Regions from separate parts of the Mus musculus genome. Here all the other regions are linked to region 2. The links are chromatin contacts, called in public HiChIP or PLAC-seq maps. All regions are on one chromosome and are shown on one strand. Each heading gives the region's core, a stretch centred on a gene start, on an enhancer-like site or on the middle of the called end of the contact. The rest is flanking DNA. Distances are from core to core; before and after follow the strand shown. Region 1 has its middle 10 kb from the start of Gcnt3. Region 2 overlaps Rnf111 (ring finger 111). Region 3 has its middle 4.2 kb from the start of Gm39369.

What was found. HiChIP or PLAC-seq counts read pairs in DNA pulled down with a chosen protein or histone mark.
Region 1: a contact with region 2 is called in an H3K27ac HiChIP or PLAC-seq map of embryonic stem cells, with 5 read pairs. The contact joins two enhancer-like sites. A contact is called at or near these places in 1 of 39 promoter capture datasets (liver), 2 of 115 datasets of contacts at active chromatin or transcription factors (both in embryonic stem cells) and 1 of 9 other capture datasets (embryonic stem cells).
Region 3: an H3K27ac HiChIP or PLAC-seq map of embryonic stem cells shows a contact between it and region 2, with 4 times the contacts expected there. The contact joins two enhancer-like sites. A contact is called at or near these places in 3 of 484 Hi-C or Micro-C datasets (cerebral cortex and embryonic stem cells) and 6 of 115 datasets of contacts at active chromatin or transcription factors (embryonic basal ganglia and embryonic stem cells).

The regions. Positions count from the first base shown.
Region 1 is chr9:70,046,719-70,049,655 of GRCm38.p6, reverse strand. No RefSeq gene overlaps it. Among named protein-coding and RNA genes, the nearest start is that of Gcnt3, 10 kb to the right of the region's middle. Within about 2 kb of position 1,660, at least 74 of the 459 cell types and tissues checked have an H3K27ac peak or open chromatin away from gene starts, as enhancers often do. A contact at or near this core is called in embryonic stem cells, where this site is marked.
Region 2 is chr9:70,485,999-70,489,171 of GRCm38.p6, reverse strand. The region is part of intron 2 of Rnf111 (ring finger 111); the gene reads left to right. Among named protein-coding and RNA genes, the nearest start is that of Gm24615, 12 kb to the right of the region's middle. Within about 2 kb of position 1,626, at least 17 of the 459 cell types and tissues checked have an H3K27ac peak or open chromatin away from gene starts, as enhancers often do. A contact at or near this core is called in embryonic stem cells, where this site is marked.
Region 3 is chr9:70,085,614-70,088,825 of GRCm38.p6, reverse strand. No RefSeq gene overlaps it. Among named protein-coding and RNA genes, the nearest start is that of Gm39369, 4.2 kb to the right of the region's middle. Within about 2 kb of position 1,310, at least 16 of the 459 cell types and tissues checked have an H3K27ac peak or open chromatin away from gene starts, as enhancers often do. A contact at or near this core is called in embryonic stem cells, where this site is marked.

The DNA of each region.
Region 1 (2,937 bases), core at 411-2,910, 440 kb after region 2:
CTCTCACAGCCCCCTCTTCCCGTGCTCATTTGCTTAAGCTCTCTCCATGTCCATGCTGCCTTTGGCACTGGCTCCCCAGACAGCCTCCTGGCTTTGGGTCTTTTGCTTTTTCTTTCTCTGCTGCCACTGAAGGATTCTGAAATTGTGGCTGTGACAAGATACTCCTGGGATGAAGATGTGGGGCAGCGGGATCCAAGAGTGTCGAGAAGAAGCAAGCAGCTGTCTCTCAGGCTCAGAGTCACAGGTTTGGTTTTTGCACATGACAGGAGTGGAAATCTAGAAAGAGTACAGGCACTCTCTTTCCGAGCCTTGGACAGAGGGCCTTGCAAAAGCTAGGAAAGTGATCTAGCCCTGAGCTATCTAGCCCCTGTCCAAGAACTCACACTTGTAGAGGTGACTAATCCTGCTTGGCACACAGAGGGTCTCCTGGAATGACACTGGGCTCCAAGCCTGGATATTATTGGGTTCCTCATTTATTTCCTTTCGGAAAGTACACAGTAGACCAAGGTCTCACTCACAGGCATGAAAAATGGGGTGCTAGCTAACAAGAGGCTTTCTGGCTCCAGTCAACATCCCGCAGTGATCCTTCCTGCTTCCCCCTTGGAAAACTTTGGTACCTGCCCCTGGTTGGTTTCCTGCCTCACCCCACCCCACCCGGCCCACATAACCCATCCTTTATCCTGCCTGCTCTTTCCTTCTGTTTCCCTTCAGCCCCCTGACCTCCCAGTTGCACTTTGGTTTTTTTTAGATTTTCCTTTGTCATGTGTATGAATGTTTCACTCGCATGTCTATCCATGTACCACTTGTGCCTGGTGCAGGAGGAGGTCAGAGAAGGGCAATGGATCCCTGAGCCTCCCTGTGGGTGCTGGGAATCGAACCTGCATCCTCTGGAAGAGGAGCCAGCAATCTTAACCACTGAGCCACCTCACCTGGCCCTTCCAGTTGCACTTCTGTTTTCCTTTGCTAACAGCACTGTCTAGCTGTTTCCCTCCCCCTCCTCCTTGTCCTTCTCCTGTTTCTTCTCCTCCTCCTCTTCCTTCTTCTCTTTCTTCACATTCTCCTTCCTTATTCTTCTCCCACAGAGAACCAGCAATCAAGTTAATCAAATGTTCCACCCAACCTGTGTTGTAACAGCTCAGTGCTTGCCTCGTGCCTTTATTTTCTTGAGCACAGGTCACAATACGCTTTCTGTCACCCTCCCTGCAAGCTGGAAAGTAATTAGAGCCCACGACAGTGTCTTGCTTAACCAGCAGACAAGGTGCTCTTTCAGTTTGGCCAAAAGAAACTAGTTCCTAGCGGGGGAAATAAAATCTTTTAAGGCAATTAAGATCGATTTGTTTGCTTTCTTTGCTATGGACATGATTATCAAGATCACTGGTCGCATGCGTGTGGGTTTCTTTTTTTCCTTTCCACCCTGTGAGTCCTGGGGTTTAAACTCAGGTCATTGCCTTGGCAGCAAGCTGCTCCATGGAGTCGGCTGTCCAGGGCTTGTTCATTCTCTCATTTGAGGTAGGGTCTCAGACTATAGTCCAGATTCATCTGAAACTTGATGCCTCAAAAATTCCAGCAATCCTGATTCACCCTCTGGAATGCAGGGACTGCATGTACAAGGCACCACACCTGGCTGAAGTGCATTTCAACCTTTCTTCCTCCAGGGCTGGGCAGGGCACATCCGTTTAAACAATTACACATTTCACCCAAGGCAATGAGGATGAGGCCAGCAAGACTACTTCCAAGCTGATTTGTGGGCTGAGGGTGAAGTTTAGAGACAGAGCATTTAGAGGCCCTGGATTTGATCCCCAGTATCATACGTGCATGTGCACACACAGACACACACACATACATGTGCACACACACATATGCATGTGCACACACACACACATGCAGACACACACATGTGCATATGCGCACATAGACACACAAACACACACATACACACACAAACACACACACACACACGTGCACTGCATTGCCTGAGGTGAACCCATTACATGGAGCTCTGTCATTTTCTACAAGTCACTTTCTTCCCTTACACAATTCACCTTTAATGGTAGAGACAGATGCCTGCCTATAGCCTAGGCAAGAGGCCACTAGTGGAAGTACAAACTACCCAGCAGCTCAAAGGAGGCAGACGGAGAGATACTGGCTCAAGAGCAGGTCCAGCGTTCAGAAAGAACCTGACCATTACCAGGAACTAACAAAAGTACCCATGGGGATCTGCAACCCTATAGGTGGAACAACATTATGAACTAACCAGTACCCTGGAGCTCTTGACTCTAGCTGCATATGCATCAAAAGATGGCCTAGTCGGCCATCACTGGAAAGAGAGGCCCATTGGACACGCAAACTTTATATGCCCCAGTACAGGGGAACACCAGGGCCATAAAAGGGGAGTGGGTGGGTAGGGGAGAGGGGGTGGGTGGCTATGGGGGACTTTTGGTATAGCATTGCAAATGTAAATGAGCGAAATACCTAATAAAAAATGGAAAAAAAAAAAAGTACCCATGGGGACAAAGAAAAAAACAAATCAACACAAAACAAAAACAAAAACGAGCCTTTGAAGGTGAGGCAGTGTCGGTAGGCCTGCGGTCTGGCAATCCTTTCCCTCCAGCTGTCTGCTGGGCTGTCTTGTGCCCGTCAGGTATGGGCCTCAGTACCAGTTCTCCTTGGATGCCCTCCAGACTCTCTACTCTCCCATGGAGACAATTTAGGTCCCAGGGTCACAGGAGCCCTTGCTCCTTTTGGTACTTCTCACACTATTCTGGTTTGAATATAAACTGTGCCGCTCCCCACCTCCACAAGTGTCTAAGCATATGTCCCCATAAGCTAGCCCTGTTCTGAAGGGTTGTGGGGCATTTTGTCACTGTGGCCTAGCTCTCAGAAGTGGGTCTCTAGGGGATGGCACGAAAGGTGTTATCTACCTCTGGTTCAGACCCA
Region 2 (3,173 bases), core at 377-2,876:
TTGTAAACAATACCTCTATGCATGCATGCATGCTTGCTTGCTTTCTTTCTTTCTTTCTTTCTTTCTTTCTTTCTTTCTTTCTTTCTTTCTTTTTTTCTAAACTATTTTCATACTTAAAAGGCAAAGACAGTAAGTATAGTGTTCCCTTATATCCCTCACCCAGTTCCAATTCCTTGTTATCCTTCCACCGACTGCATGTCTGTATCTACAAAGAGATGACATTGATGCATCTCTATTAGCTACAGTCCAGGTATCTAAATGCAGTCTCTGGTTTCACAGTTTCTCTAGGTATTTTCTTGCAGATTATGGCAATATTACACACCTGTCATGTGTTTGTTTTGTGGGATATTTTTATTATGATTATGGGTTAGGGGGAAGAATGCCTCAGCTGTGAAGTTCCCTTATCACTTAATTACCAGTGTTCCATAGTAGCCTCAGGACCATTAGTGATGTTGGCTGTGAACAGAGCTAGCATTTGCCTAGTTTTTCCTCACAGTTTCCCTCTTGTCCACTTGAGGGTAGTGGTTTTGGGGCTGTTGTCTAACTTCTGTGAGAGGTTAGAAAAGTTGACTTTCTTCTGGAAGGAAGGTTTTGCTTATATCAATATGGACTCGTGAATGTCTGTTTTTTTTTTTTTTGGTTTTTGGTTTTTCGAGACAGGGTTTCTCTGTGTAGCCCTGGCTGTCCTAGAACTCACTCTGTAGACCAGGCTGGCCTCGAACTCAGAAATCTGCCTGCCTCTACCTCCCGAGTGCTGGGATTAAAGGCGTTCGCCACCACGCCCGGCTGAATGTCTGTTCTTAATGGAAGTTAGAAACTAACTTACTTAATTGCTAAATTGTTTCAGCATTGTCCTGGAGAATTCTTTTACATGGGTTAAAAATATTATTATTCTTTAAGGTAGAGTCTCATGTATCTCATGCTAGCTTTGAACTTAGTAGTTAGGCAAAGATGACTTTGAACTTTTGATCCTCCTACCTCCCCCAAGAACAAGAACTAAAGGATTCTGTCACCATGCCCAGTTTATGTAAAACTGAATAATGAGCCTGGGGCTTCATGCATTTTAGGTAAGCATGCTACAACTAATTAGATCCTAGCCACAAGGATTAGTCCTTTTGTTTTTGTTTGTTTATTTTTTTTGTTTTTTGTTTTGTTTTTTTTTTTGGTTTTCTTTTGAGACAGGGTTTCTCTGTATAGTGCTGGCTGTCCTGGAACTCACTCTGTAGACCAGGCTGTCCTCGAACTTAGAAATCTGCCTGCCTCTGCCTCCCCACTGCCCGGCCTTTTCTTATTTTATTTAAATGTACACACACACACACACACACACACACACACACACATATTCGTGCAATGCCAATTGTGTGCATGTATACCTGAAGAGGCCAGAAGAGGGTATCCAATTCTCTGGTTGTGAGCTATCTAACATAGGTGCTAGGAACCAAACTTGAGTCCTCTAGAAGCTCTAGAAGAGCATCAAGTATTCTTTGTTTGGTTTTGGTTGAGGAACTAAGGTGCATATTCTACATATCAAAGAAAATTTGACCTTCTGGTTCTTCCAGTATTCCTCTCTAACCTGGCATACCCTACCCTTAGTCCTGAACATTCCAGTTTAGGGGTTGGGCTTGCCCCCCCCCCCCTTTCCCCATAATGACTTTGCCTCTGTCCTTGGAGCCTCCGAACGTGCCCAGGAACAGCTTCCCATAAAATTTACATTTAATCTAATCTAATCTGGTTTGAATTGGCTCTTTTCACTGGTAGAGAAGTAATTTATCACTCCTAACCTCCGAGCATCGCTCTAGCCCCTACTCAGTCATGTCCTAAGGCATCTTTGCCCATTTTATTGGATCTACAAATGAGTGTGTATATTGGGTTCTGCAGCTAGCTCTTTTTACTTGACTTCTCAGTTCTGAGTCTAGGAAATTTGAATCTGGATATTTGTATGAGCAGTGGAGGGATTAGTGTTATTTCACTATAAATGATGTTAGTGCAGGCTTTATTCAACTTCATTTTTCTTTTTAAATAATGGAAGCTCCCCCTGTTCTTCCTCTCTTGTCCTCTCTTCACCTCTCAGGTTCTAGAAAGCCTTTTTGTTCCTTTTAATTATAACGAGAATGATGATGATGATGTGTGTGTTCATGTGTGCTTGTGTATGATTTGCATGTGTAGGGTATATGCACCATGGTCTATATGTAAAGGTGAGAGGGCATCTTTGGAGTCAAGTTTCTGAGCATCAAGCATGAAGCCAGAGTTGAAGCAAGTGCCCTTACATCTGAATCATCTTACCACCCCTTTCCTTTTTATCATGGAAGTTCTTTAGACGTGACTTAGGGCTTAGGGCAGGTGAAGAGTCATGGAGCCTCTTTCATTGCTCTAGTTCAATTAATAGGAATCAGAACATTTGCCTGCTTCCTCTTAGACACTCAGAAATCCAGAAAGTCCATGGACTGGTTTTAGAAGAGCTCATGGTTGCTTTTGCTCACTTTTTCATGTGTGTATAACCTGATGTGAAATAGCAGCTGCAGTTTTAAGAAAGGTTTTGGTCAGAGCAACAGTTTTTTCTTATAACAGTTTAAGGAAGAGTCAGTGAATTTTAGAAAAGATTTAGCTTTTTATTTTTTAAAGTTTTCTTATTTCTTGCCATTTTAATTGGTAGTTTACCTTAGATTGTAGGATTTGTACCCACTTAGGGACCAAACAGGAAACCTTTTAATTTGCTAATTAAGATTTTCTCAAAATAAGAGGTAAAGACTAAAAATGAACAATCTGTTATGACAGTATAGAAGCCACCATTTTCTTTATTGCTCTGGCACCAGGAAGTGGGTGGAAAGATTATTAGTCACTTGTGCTAACCCAGTGAAATGGCTAAAACTGTTCTTTGTCTGTTCATGGAGAACTTCCTTGGGTGTCTTGACTCTTTCTAGCTTAGTCCTTTTATTCCCTAGTTTTTGCATTTCCCTAAATGATGCTAGGCAGTGTGATCCCTCATTCTTTGATAATTTGACCCCAGTTGGTTTCTCCCTACTGAAGACATAAAACCAGAAAAGCTGCTAAGCAGTTGAGAGTTCTACATCTTAGGACACAATTCAGTTGTTAGACACATCTGCTCTTTCACCCTTCCTTCACTGTGTCACGTGGGTATCTTATCTGCATGAAGCTGGTACCAGAATTCCTAT
Region 3 (3,212 bases), core at 61-2,560, 400 kb after region 2:
CACTGTGGCAGGGACCCTCCACCCTGGCTGCTTGGGGTCACTTGGGGAGTTTAAAGAGCAACTGACACCAAACAACCTCCTGACCCATTAAGTCAGAGCATCTGGGAGGCAGTCACCAGCACCAACCAGTATGTGTCACAGCCCTATCCCGAATCCCCCCCACCCCCCCACCCCCAGCGATTCTGTGTGCTATGGGGAGGCCAGCCATCCTGCGAAGACAATGGAGTACTCTTCTCGCCAAAGTTTAAAGGAGAATCAGCTGCCCTGTCTTTTCCTTTACCAGAGATTTGCAATAAAGAGAATAAAATTTCCAAATAAGTGTGGCATGGGACTTTTAAATGCGAAGAATCTTTGAGTGTGGGAAGAAAACCTTGGCAGGCCAGCTGCCTTAGGGGACGTACTGCTTGATTTTCTCGAGGCTGCCTCTGGAGTCGCGCCAGTGAGCAGTTCCTGGATGGCTATGTGCCAAGGACCTTTTTAAGTCTGTGTTGAGGCTCTTTTTAAAAATTTTTTAAAATCCCATTGGGTGTGTGCGTGTACATATGTGTATGCGTGAGTATACGTGTGTGCACGTGTGATACATACGTGAACATTGGCTCACGGAGGTCAGGAGAGGGCATCGGATCCGTTGGAGCTGGAGTTACAGATGGTGGTGAATCACTTGACATGCGTGCTAGGAACTAAACACCTGCTCTCTGGAAGATCAAGTGATGCTAGCTGCCCACCATCCCCACAGCCCCTCGCTGAGATGCTTCTGTGTGCTCACTCATTTTGTTTAACAGTGTCTAGTATATACCATTGTCCGTCATTTTACAGTCACGGAAAAATGGCACAACTTACCTCAAATCCTACTGCTCATAAGTAGGAAGCCCGACTCTAGGAAGCACCCGATTATGCATCCTGGCTTTTCTATCTGACAGGCCATCACCCCCAGCCTCTGTCTGACCATCCTTGCTCATTTCGCTTATTTTTTTAAAGACATTCTCACATAGCCGACATTGACCTTGAACTCACTATGTGGATGAGAATGCCCTTGCACCCCTAATCCCCCTGCCTCTATTTCTCAAGGGCTGGGATTAGAGGGGCGAGGCACTGTGCTTGTTATTGTTTTAAATTACATTTTATGTATCGTGTGTGTATACACACATAATTGTATGCATGTGGGGGGTGCCACAGTGCACATACAGAGGTCAGAGGAAACCTGCAGGAGCCAGCTGTCTCCTCCCACTATGGGTTTTATATACACTGATGACTAGACCACTCCTTGGCTCGGCTAAGGGGAAGGCTTTTGTTGTGGATATGAGATGAGGCCAGCCACAGGCATCTGGAAAAATCTAGATCAGAGAGAAAGGAGTAGAACGGACAGGACCAGGGTTCTGTGAGAGAGGGAAGACCGTAAGAGACCAGAGAACCAGAGAGAACAGAGTGTGAGAGGCAGGAGCTGAACACAGAGAAAAAGCATAGCAAGAATTGCAGAGTTCTAGGGAGAACAGAGGATCTGGGGAGGGAAGCCATGAACTGGAGGGAGGGAGGGTCCAGGAGGAGGTGAGAAGGACTGGCATGGGAGCCTGAACTTTGAAATGTATAACAGGGACTGTGACACTAAAGACTCCAAGAGCTGCTTGGAAACCAGCATGAGGTTTGCTATGCTAATAGGCACCACAGGTGGCCACGTCTCTTATTTATTTATTATAATTTATCTATTTTTATCTGCACTGGTATTTTGCCTTTGTGTGTGTCTGTGTGAGGCTGTCAGATCTTGGCGTTACAGACAGTTGTGAGCTGCTATGTAGGTGCTGGGGATTGAACCCAGGTCCTCTGGAAGTGCTCTTAACCGCTGAGCCATCTCTCCAGCTCGGTAGCTATATATCTTTTATGCCAAAGATAAGGGATATAACTCCTTTTGGTAGAACATCAAAGAAGATACTAGAAGGTATAAAGATCTCCCATGTTCATGAATTGGCAGACTTAAGATTTGAAAGAAGTCTCCGGGCGTGGTGGTGCATGCCTTTAATTTCAGCACTTGGGAGGCAGAAGCAGGCGGATTTCTGAGTTCGAGGCCAGCCTGGTCTACAAAGTGAGTTCCAGGACAGCCAGGGCTATACAGAGAAACCCTGTCACGAAAAACCAAAAAAAAAAAAAAAAAAAAAAAAAAAAAAAAATTGAAAGAAGTCGTGCTACAAAACAGCTTATTGATTCAACGCAATTTCCATCAAAGTTCCTATGTTATTCTAAACAGAAGTAGAAAAAAATACAAAATCCACACGGAAACACAAATGATCCTGAACTGCAGAAGCAAGCTTGAACAACGCTGAGCAACGATGTGGTAAAACACCACGGCCATAAACGATGTGGTGGTGAGGAAAGGGTTTGTGTCAGCTTACAACTCTCAGGTCGTGCTCCATGGCCCAAGGAAATCAGGACAGGAACTGAAGCAGAGACCCCCAAGGGAGAGGTGCTGCTTACTGGCTTGCTTCCAGCAGTTTGCCCCGCTTGCTCTTTTATACAGCCTGGGAACTCTGCGGAGGGGTGGGGTGGCTCTACCCACAGTAAGCAGGAACCTCCCACATCCATCATCAATCATGCTGCACAGACCTGCTGTTTAGATAATGGGATGACTTTCTTTCTTCCCAAGTGAGTCTGGTTTGTATCAAGTTGCCAAAAACTCACCACCAGTGAATGTTTGCTACTAAACCTGGCCCCCAAAAAGAGGAAACGTTTTTTAAAAGGCCAGGTACTTATTGGTTCAACGCAATTTTCATCAAAATTCCTATGTCATCCTTCACACAATAATCCCAGAACAAATTAGGCAGAGGTAGGGGAACCTCTGTAGTTTGAGACAAGTCTATTCTACAAAGTAAGTTCCAGGCCAGATGGAGGTGCGTGGTGAGAACTTGTCTAAAAATTAATAAGTAAGTAAATAAAAAAGAAACAAATTATTGACAGATGATATTGTGTCAAGTTAGAAATAGGTACATAAGGGAATCAATTACTAGAGTCAGGAGCCTGAAGAATAAGACAAATTTTTTTCCTGTCAACTATTCATGTGACAGGGAGTTAATATTTAGAAAATTATGAACTAAAAAATTTAAATGCCCAAAGAACAAGTAATCCAATCAATCAAACAAATTCAATAGAATTTTCAAGATAAGTACAAAAAAAATGGCTGTTAAAAGTCATGAAAAATGTTCATAGCCACAGTTAGCCACCAG